2 separate regions of the Macaca mulatta genome follow, and region 2 is linked to region 1. Evidence: chromatin contacts called from public Hi-C data. All regions are on one chromosome and are shown on one strand. Each heading gives the region's core, a stretch centred on a gene start, on an enhancer-like site or on the middle of the called end of the contact. The rest is flanking DNA. Distances are from core to core; before and after follow the strand shown. Region 1 holds the start of MRPL17 (mitochondrial ribosomal protein L17). Region 2 holds the start of TPP1 (tripeptidyl peptidase 1).

The links. A called contact is a pair of places that touch in the nucleus more often than the background predicts.
Region 2: a Hi-C map of cortical neurons shows a contact between it and region 1, with 3 times the contacts expected there. The contact joins the promoter of TPP1 here to the promoter of MRPL17 in region 1. A contact is called at or near these places in 4 of 14 Hi-C or Micro-C datasets (CD4 T cells, blood, cortical neurons and 1 more).

What each region holds. Positions count from the first base shown.
Region 1 is chr14:59,099,605-59,103,446 of T2T-MMU8v2.0, reverse strand. It overlaps MRPL17 (mitochondrial ribosomal protein L17), which reads right to left and starts at 1,427. Exons shown (of 3, transcript NM_001193734.2): 1 at 1,150-1,427; 2 at 773-841; 3 at 1-428. The coding sequence starts at 1,323. The coding sequence ends at 144.
Region 2 is chr14:59,162,311-59,166,236 of T2T-MMU8v2.0, reverse strand. It overlaps TPP1 (tripeptidyl peptidase 1), which reads right to left and starts at 1,315. Exons shown (of 13, transcript XM_001108748.5): 1 at 1,267-1,315; 2 at 1,079-1,150; 3 at 659-798. The coding sequence starts at 1,310. It overlaps DCHS1 (dachsous cadherin-related 1), which reads right to left. Exons shown (of 22, transcript XM_077963587.1): 22 at 3,209-3,926. The coding sequence ends at 3,659.

The DNA.
Region 1 (3,842 bases), core at 178-2,677:
TCATCTGGCTCCCAGAAGGTTCTCAATCCCATTAAGACTGTCCATTTTACATCTCTAGCTCCAGTTCTTCTCAGAGAGTAAAAGCGCTCCAAAGGCCTGTGATCATGGGCACTGATTAAGGGCTGCAGACTCTTCAGATCCAGTTAAATCCTTGGTGTTTGAGCTGTGTGGGAGCTGTGGTTGCTTGCTTCCTGGCTCTGGCTGAGGTCCTGCCGCAAACCCTGCAGCAGCTGGTTTAGGAGTGTAAGGTGGCTGTCTCTGCGAGGCAGAGGCAGGGGTGGGAGGCAGTTCCCTTTATACTCGATCACTGCCATTTTGGCCCGATCCAAACTCCGATTTGGGATCTGCAGCATTCTTGTGTAGCCCCCATTTTGATCTTTGTATCGAGGGGCCAGAACTTGAAACAGCTTTGGGATCAAGTCTTTCTCCTAGAGGGAGAATTATCCAAGAGACAGAAGAGTCAGGGAAAACTGCAGAGGCATTTAACTTTAGGCCACTCCCAAAGATAAGGTCCATCCACACATAGAAAGACCTCCCCCGCCCCTCACCAATCTGGTAGAGTCAATGTTACACAAAGGAGTCGTTTATAGGCAGTTGTGCAGAGGTATATTGACATCGACTTCAACTAACTTAAGACACAGTTTCTAATTTAGTTAACAACATTGGCCCATAAGTGAGTACCCAAGCTTAATTCTGCACAGTTCTCCTTCTTCCAACCCCTACCCCTAGGGAGTAAAGGGTGGGATTCTGAAGGCCGATAGGACGCACTCACTGTGAGCCAGAAGTCAGCCATGCGCATGGCTCGTTCGTTGGTGTCTCCCAGCTTCCCATAGTCGATGAGCTGTGAGGACATAACATCACGGATCCAACCGAGCAAGAAAACAAGGTGCCAATCTAATTTCTCTAATACCGGACCGCAATGCATTCTTTCCACTAGCAAACCATCTCCAATCTACGCCATCTCTTAACTCCGCAGCCCTAACCAGTCTTCCATTAGAGGCGATGGAGGGGCGGGTTCAGCTGAGGGTCCTAGAAGACTCAGACTTGGGGAATGGTTTACCAGGTTGGTCCCAGTCCCTTTCCACTTGCAGCCGGCCCCGCCCCCTCAGACTAGACCCGCAGAGTGGACAAGAGGGCCCCGCTCCTCACCTTCTCCGCGTAGCCCCTCATCTCGTCCACACGCGCCCATGGTGCCTCGATGCGTTCGTGCCGCACCAGCCCTGTGAGCAAGTTCCGCAACAGATGGATGCGGGACTCGGGACCGAGGCCCAGACGGCGAAATACGCGGCCATGGGAGATGGCTGCAGCGACCGACAGCCGCATGTTTCCAGCTTCTGCCCGCCCCTTGGAGGCCGGAACTGGAAACTGGAAGGTAGACCGGGTGGCGGCAATTTCAGGGGACGCATGCGCCTTAGCTCCGAGCGTGGCGAACGTGTTTGCGCATGCGCATCAGAGCCTGCCTCGTTGGCAATCTCGGGAAGGGCGGAGAAATGGTGTTGAGCTTTTCTAGAGGCGGCGAGCTGGGCGGGCTTCAGGCATCCAGAGCGCTCTGTGGCGGCCGGAGAAGCAGGCGCCCCCTAGTGTGGGATAAGCGGGCCATCGGGGTTTTTTTTTTTTTGGCTGCGTCAGCCAGTGGCTTTTAGGGCGATGGGACGCTCCGCCGCGGAGCCTCCTGGGAAAGAGAGCGTCTGAGGAGAAAGGCACCCGGAGGGGTCGGAGCCCTGCGGGCTGACGGCCCTACGGGGTCCAGCAGTGAACAGCTAGCCTTGTTGACACCTGTACGCATCGTTTTTAACAGTGATTTTCAGTAGTAATAGTAAAACGGATAATAACGATGACCGGAAAAGAAACGCAGATAGTGAAATTTTTCTTTTGTTGAAGTAATCATTCCAGTTAAAAAATTTACAGCGCTAAAGGGAAAAGTAGTGGATTGTTTTTAATTACACCAGTGTGTTTTTTTAAGGGGAAAAAACATACCTACACATTTGTGTGTTAATGAACAGTAATATTGTAGTTTGTTTTTGAGCCTTAACATCTGCAAATTGGCAATAACTGTCAAAATTATTCCTTGTTATGGGTTGAATTGTGTCTTCCCTCGTGATTCTTCCCGTCCCCAAAAAGCTGTGTTAAGTCCTAACCTGCAGTAACTCAGAATGTGACCTTATGTGGAAATAGGGTCATTGTAGATGTAATTTGTTAAGATGAAGCCATACGGGTATAGGTGGGCACCTAATCCAAAATGCCTAGTGGCCAGATAGATAGATAGATAGATACATATATACGTACATACATATATACAGGTCGGGCACGGTGGCTCACGCCTGTAATTCCAGCACTTTGGGAGGCCGAGGCGGGCGGATCACCTGAGGTCAGGAATTCGAGACCAGCCTGGCCAACATGCTGGCCAACAGCCTGGCCAACACGTCTCTACTAAAAACACAAAAATTAGCCGGGTGTGGTGGCTCATGCCTGTAATTCCAGCTACACGGGAGGCTGAGGCAGGAGAATAGCTTGAACCCAGGAGGCGAGGTTGCAGTGGGCTGAGATGAGGCCACTGCACTCTAGCCTGGGCGACAGAGTCAGACTCCATCTCAAAAAAGAAAAAAAAAAAAAAAAAAAAAAAAAGCGTATGAAGAGAGACAGATGGACACTCAGGGTAATGCTGACCAGGTAAAGACAGAGACATATAGGGAGAAAGCCATGTGACCTTGAAAGCAGAGATTATGGAGTTCAGCAGTTGCAAATCAGTGAATGAACTCCAAAGATTGATTGCTGGAGCACACCTGAAGCCAAGGGAAAGGTATAAAACGTATTCTTTTTCAGATCCGTCAGAGAGCATGACCCTGCTGCTAACACATTGCTTTCTTACTTCTAGCCTCCAGAGCCACAAAACAATAAATTTCTGCTGTTTTAAGTTCCACAGTTTGTGATAGTTTGTTACAGCAGTCTTAGGAAATGAATTCACTCCTCTTTACGTGTACATATGCAGTAGACGTATAGATTTGTCACTCTGTCAGCTTCTAGGTGACCAAAGAACATCTCTTTGCTAATTTTAATTTTGAAAAGCTTCTTTAATATGAAGGAACAAATAGGCAAAGAGGAAAAGTCATGAACATATAAATACATTGACAGAGATTTATACAAATCACACTTCACAAAGAAATTTACAATAAATTACAGAAATTACAATTACCATTCATATTTTGTTTCTTTGGGAACAATTCTTGTAGTTTACAATTGTCTTTGCAGTTGAAAAATTTCACTAAGATATTTTCACCAGAATTTTTTTTTTGAGACGCAGTTTCGTTCTTGTTGCCCAGGCTGGAGTGCAATGGCGTGGTCTTGGCTCACTGCAACCTCCACCTCCTGGGTTCAAGCGATTCTCATGCCTCAGCCTGGCAAGAAACTGGGATTACAGGCACCCGCCACCACGCCTGGCTAATTTTTTTGTATTTTTAGTAGAGACAGGGTTTTGCCATGTTGGCCAGGCTGGTCTTGAACTCCTGACCTTAGGTGATCTGCCTGCCTCAGCCTCCCAAAGAGCTGGGATTACAGGTGTGAGCCACCATGCCCGGCCCACCAGCAAATTTATCACAAATTTCTGTTGGTAAAAACTTGTGAAGAGTCTCTTCCTCAGCAAAAAAGTAGATAAAATGAAACATTGATCCATTGTTTTAGAAGATGCTTACACTTGGTAAAAACAATTGTAGCATCAAACATTGTCCTTTTTGACTTTTTCTGGCAATACAAGACCATCGTCTCTTGTCTCTTCTGGTAGTCTTCAAAATTTGATTCTTTTTTTAGATGTCAATTTCCTTACATTTTGTTTTTGCAGCATCACT
Region 2 (3,926 bases), core at 66-2,565, 63 kb before region 1:
AGTTATCCAGTTTAGCTCAAATTTGCATACTTGTTGATTTTAAGCTTAACACGATGGTGAGTCACTGTTTCCTGCCATGCATACTAGTGTCACACTGCCCTGTCCCCAGCCTCTGCAGTTCACATGTGCACACTCCCCCTGCTGTGAAGGGCTTTAACCAGGAGAAGGAACCAATCCATTCTGACTGTTGGAGAGACTTTTGAAGCAGAGTGGGGGAGTACAGTGAGGGGTGGGGTGGAGGGAGGAGACTGCAGATCAGCTGGGGAGCTGGGCAGTAGTCCAGGAGTGGGAATAAATGAGTTGGTAGTAACAAAGGACAGCAAGAAGTAAACTAATCCAAAGGCTCTTTGGGAGTTAGAACTGGCAGCCTTAGTATGTGAACAGAAGAAATTAGAATGGATTCAAGGGTAGGGGAAGGAACTTAAGTTGTACTAGATGCTATTTTCCCGTTTGCCTGGTAGCTAGTAAGTAGCAGAGTCAGAATTTGAGTTCATGTTTGATCATAAAGCCTATATGCTGAACCACATCCCCTTTTAGGTTTCTAGCCTGAGGAACACAAGTGTCTTGTCAGGCCCTGACATGATCACCATCCCATGCCCAACCCAGCCCTGTGTCCCTCCACTGCATCCCACATCCTGTCCTCAGTCCCAAAAGGCACCGTATTGAGGAGAGTTGGGATCCGACACAGCCTGCACCAGCTCCGAGAGTCTTTCCAGGTTCTGCTGTCTCAAGGCAAAGGTGAGACTCAGCTCTTCCTCAGGGTCCGCACGGCCCAAGGACACCCAGCCTGGGGGCAGCCTGTAGGGTCAGGGGTCAGGGACATGGCTTTGGTTAGGGTAGAGATGAAAAATATTGGTCATGGAAGGTTCCAGATTAGGAGCTGAGACCTTGGGTAGGATCCTAGGAGCAGATACAGATCACATGAGGTGAATGACAGGGGACTGAGCCTAGGAACCTAGAGATGAAACTATGGAGTGTGTACTAGGAGCTGGCATGGGGGTGAGAGAAGCTAGGACCAGGACAGTGAGAGGCAGAACAGGGTATGGGGAACGGGGTGGTCTGTGCTAAGTCAACTCACGTTCTCCGCTGGTCGGGCTCCGGGCTGTAACTGCATTTGCCAGAGAGGATGAGGGCAAAGAGCCCTAGGAGGCTGTAAGGGCAGCAGGTGGGTTTCAGTGGGAGCTACATTGTCCTTGTGTTCCCACCCTCCCAATGTATGCTCCCCCCAACGTGATCCCTTTCTCCCCAGCCCTCTCAATTTCTCACCAGGCTTGGAGTCCCATTCTGCCCTTCCGCAGATCTGCTGTCATGTGACAGATCACATGAACCCTATAGTCCACCACCAACCCTCTGCCTAGTAACTAGTGACGGTGCTGGCTCCTCCCTTGCGTGGGTGGTCCTGAATGCTAGGCAAGGGTGGTGCCGCCACTCGGATTCTCCCCTCTGGCCAGTCAAGCGCTGAGTAAGCCCAGTGCTCCCCACCTGCAGCCTGAGCTTGGTCCCCTGGGAGTCACCACAAGTGAGTAGGCTCTAGAGACCCACAGACCGGGGTTCTTCCTAGCTATATGATATCAGCAAAATAACCTCTCAGAGCCTAGGTTTCTGCATTTACAATATGGAGACTTACATAAAAGTGATCTGCCTTGAAAATATTGCAGTGAAAAAATTTTTTCCTCCTTTATCCTCTATGTCTCCATATTATCAATTTTGTGTTCATTTTAGGACTACATTTATGAACAGAGTAGAGCTTTTGCAAGATCAGGATCCTTTTATTCAAATCCGTTTCCAGTTTTAAGTAGCTTCCCAGGAGATCTAAAATCAGCTGGGGTCCTGTTTATTACGGGTCCCAAGGTTTTCAAGGAAATCAACTTTGTTCCAAGAGCCACGGAGGAATCTTGCATCTTGTTTAGTGGGCTCAGGTGACTAAAATGGAAACAGACCTTTGCTTCTTTCTAATGGTAACTCAAAGCCCACAAGGTCTGAGTTTACTGCTTCGAATTGGGGTCATTACAAGAAGATTTTCAATGAGAGTTAAAACCCTGAGGATTCAGTTCCCTTCCAGTCTTCTTAAGTATTTTTTTCCCCAAAAAATCCATATGGAAGATGGTGTCAGCAGTGTCATTTTAACTTCTAAAACCATTAATCCTATACTCATGTAAAATCCCTTGTTCTGACCTCAATACTTTTTAGATAGATCCCTCTACTCTTGCTGTTTTCCTACAGGCCACTGACATCCATAACCTATAGATCATATTCCCACGCTGAAGATTACGGCACTTCACTTTTCTCTCCATCCCAATTCCTGCGATCATTTGACCTAGATGATCAAATTATCTAGGTAAAAGACCCATTCAACACCCTAACCTTCCATTTCTTCATCTCATTAAACCCAAGGAGCATTACCTTCACTTCACTGAAGCAAACCAGTCCCATGGCTACACTTGGGCTTGCTATCTCTCAAAACTGCTCTACCTTTGAAATTATAATTATAGAATCCTTTCTTAGACTATAACCTTCTGTTTTTTCAAGCTATTGTTTTTCCTTACTCCTATTAATCTGACTTCCTCCTGTCCATTGATCCCTCCAGTTTCCCACTAAGCTTGGATCCTAGAGCTGTATTTACTAGCATCATGCTCAGAAACATTTCTCTTTGACCACTTTATTTTTTTTTTCTAATTTCCTCAGTCCCATGAACTTCTCAAATATTGGCCAATCGCCTTTCCCTCACAGCCTGGCTCCCCCAAAGAATGGTCTACACCAGTGGTTCCCAAATCCCTTTGTATGACTGTGAAAATTTACACTGAGATGAAGCAAGACAGCCACCTGCAGAAAGCCTGACATGACAAAGGCTCAACAAATTGAGCTATTATTACAATGTGGATATTTAGTGGCCCCAAGAAAAACAAATAAACCCCTTGACTGCTCTTGTACCCACCCCGACTTATTTTAAAAAAAGAATTTCGGGCCTAGAGCTGGTCATCCCCAAGATCCCCTTTCACACCCAACTGATCCCTCTCAAGGCCCTGCTGGCCTCTTGCCCATATTAGAAGGAAAAGATTAGCTGCAGAGAGATGTGATCATCAGCCTCAGGCTAGGCTCCTGAGCTCCCAGTGCCATCCCCACCCCACCACCCCTCTGTGCCTCCTGAGGTATCCACAATACTCTGCCAGGTGTCTTCCAGTCATCCCTATAGAACAAAGCTGGAGACTGGATACAAATTGCAGTTTATTAAGGCTCCAGAGTGAGAATTGGCACTTGGTTCTGGGCAGGGGCAGGGGCAGGGGCGTCAGTGGAACCCAAAGGAGCTGGGTCCAAACATGTTGGAGGGACCTCCTCCATCCCCCTACCCCCAATAAATAAAGTCTCAGCTCCATCTCAGGGTGCTGGTGCAGGGCAGGGAGCCCTCACTGAGAACCCAGGGCTGCTACCTCCTTCATATTTCTCCCCACATTGGATCTGGTCACAGGTCAGTGACCAACAGGACTTCTATGGTCCTAGTGCTCTGAGGGGGCTGGGGAGTTCAGGGTGGAGAGCTGGGGCCTGGTGGTGGCCTCCCCGTAGCCAGTCATAGTACGAGGCTGCCCAGGGCAGGCTCAGAGTGGGACCTGCATTGGGGACACTATGCGCATCCCAGGTCGGGGCCCAGCCTGGGCCACAGCTAGATGTGCAGCTCCGTGTCATCAGGTGGCTCCAGGCCAGACTCTGTGCTGAGTGCTGAGGCTGAGGGACCCTGGGCCACCCCAAATGGTGAGACAACGGGTGAGCGAGCAGCCAGAGGAGACAGAGAGGGTGAGAAGCTGGGGGACATGGCAGCTGAGGACAGGGAGCCTTCATGGCTGATGGGCGAGCGGTGCGGAGCTGGTGGGAAGATGGCCCGGGCTGCAGCTGTGTTTGCTGGCTTGGGGGGCACAGACTTGGCTCCTGGG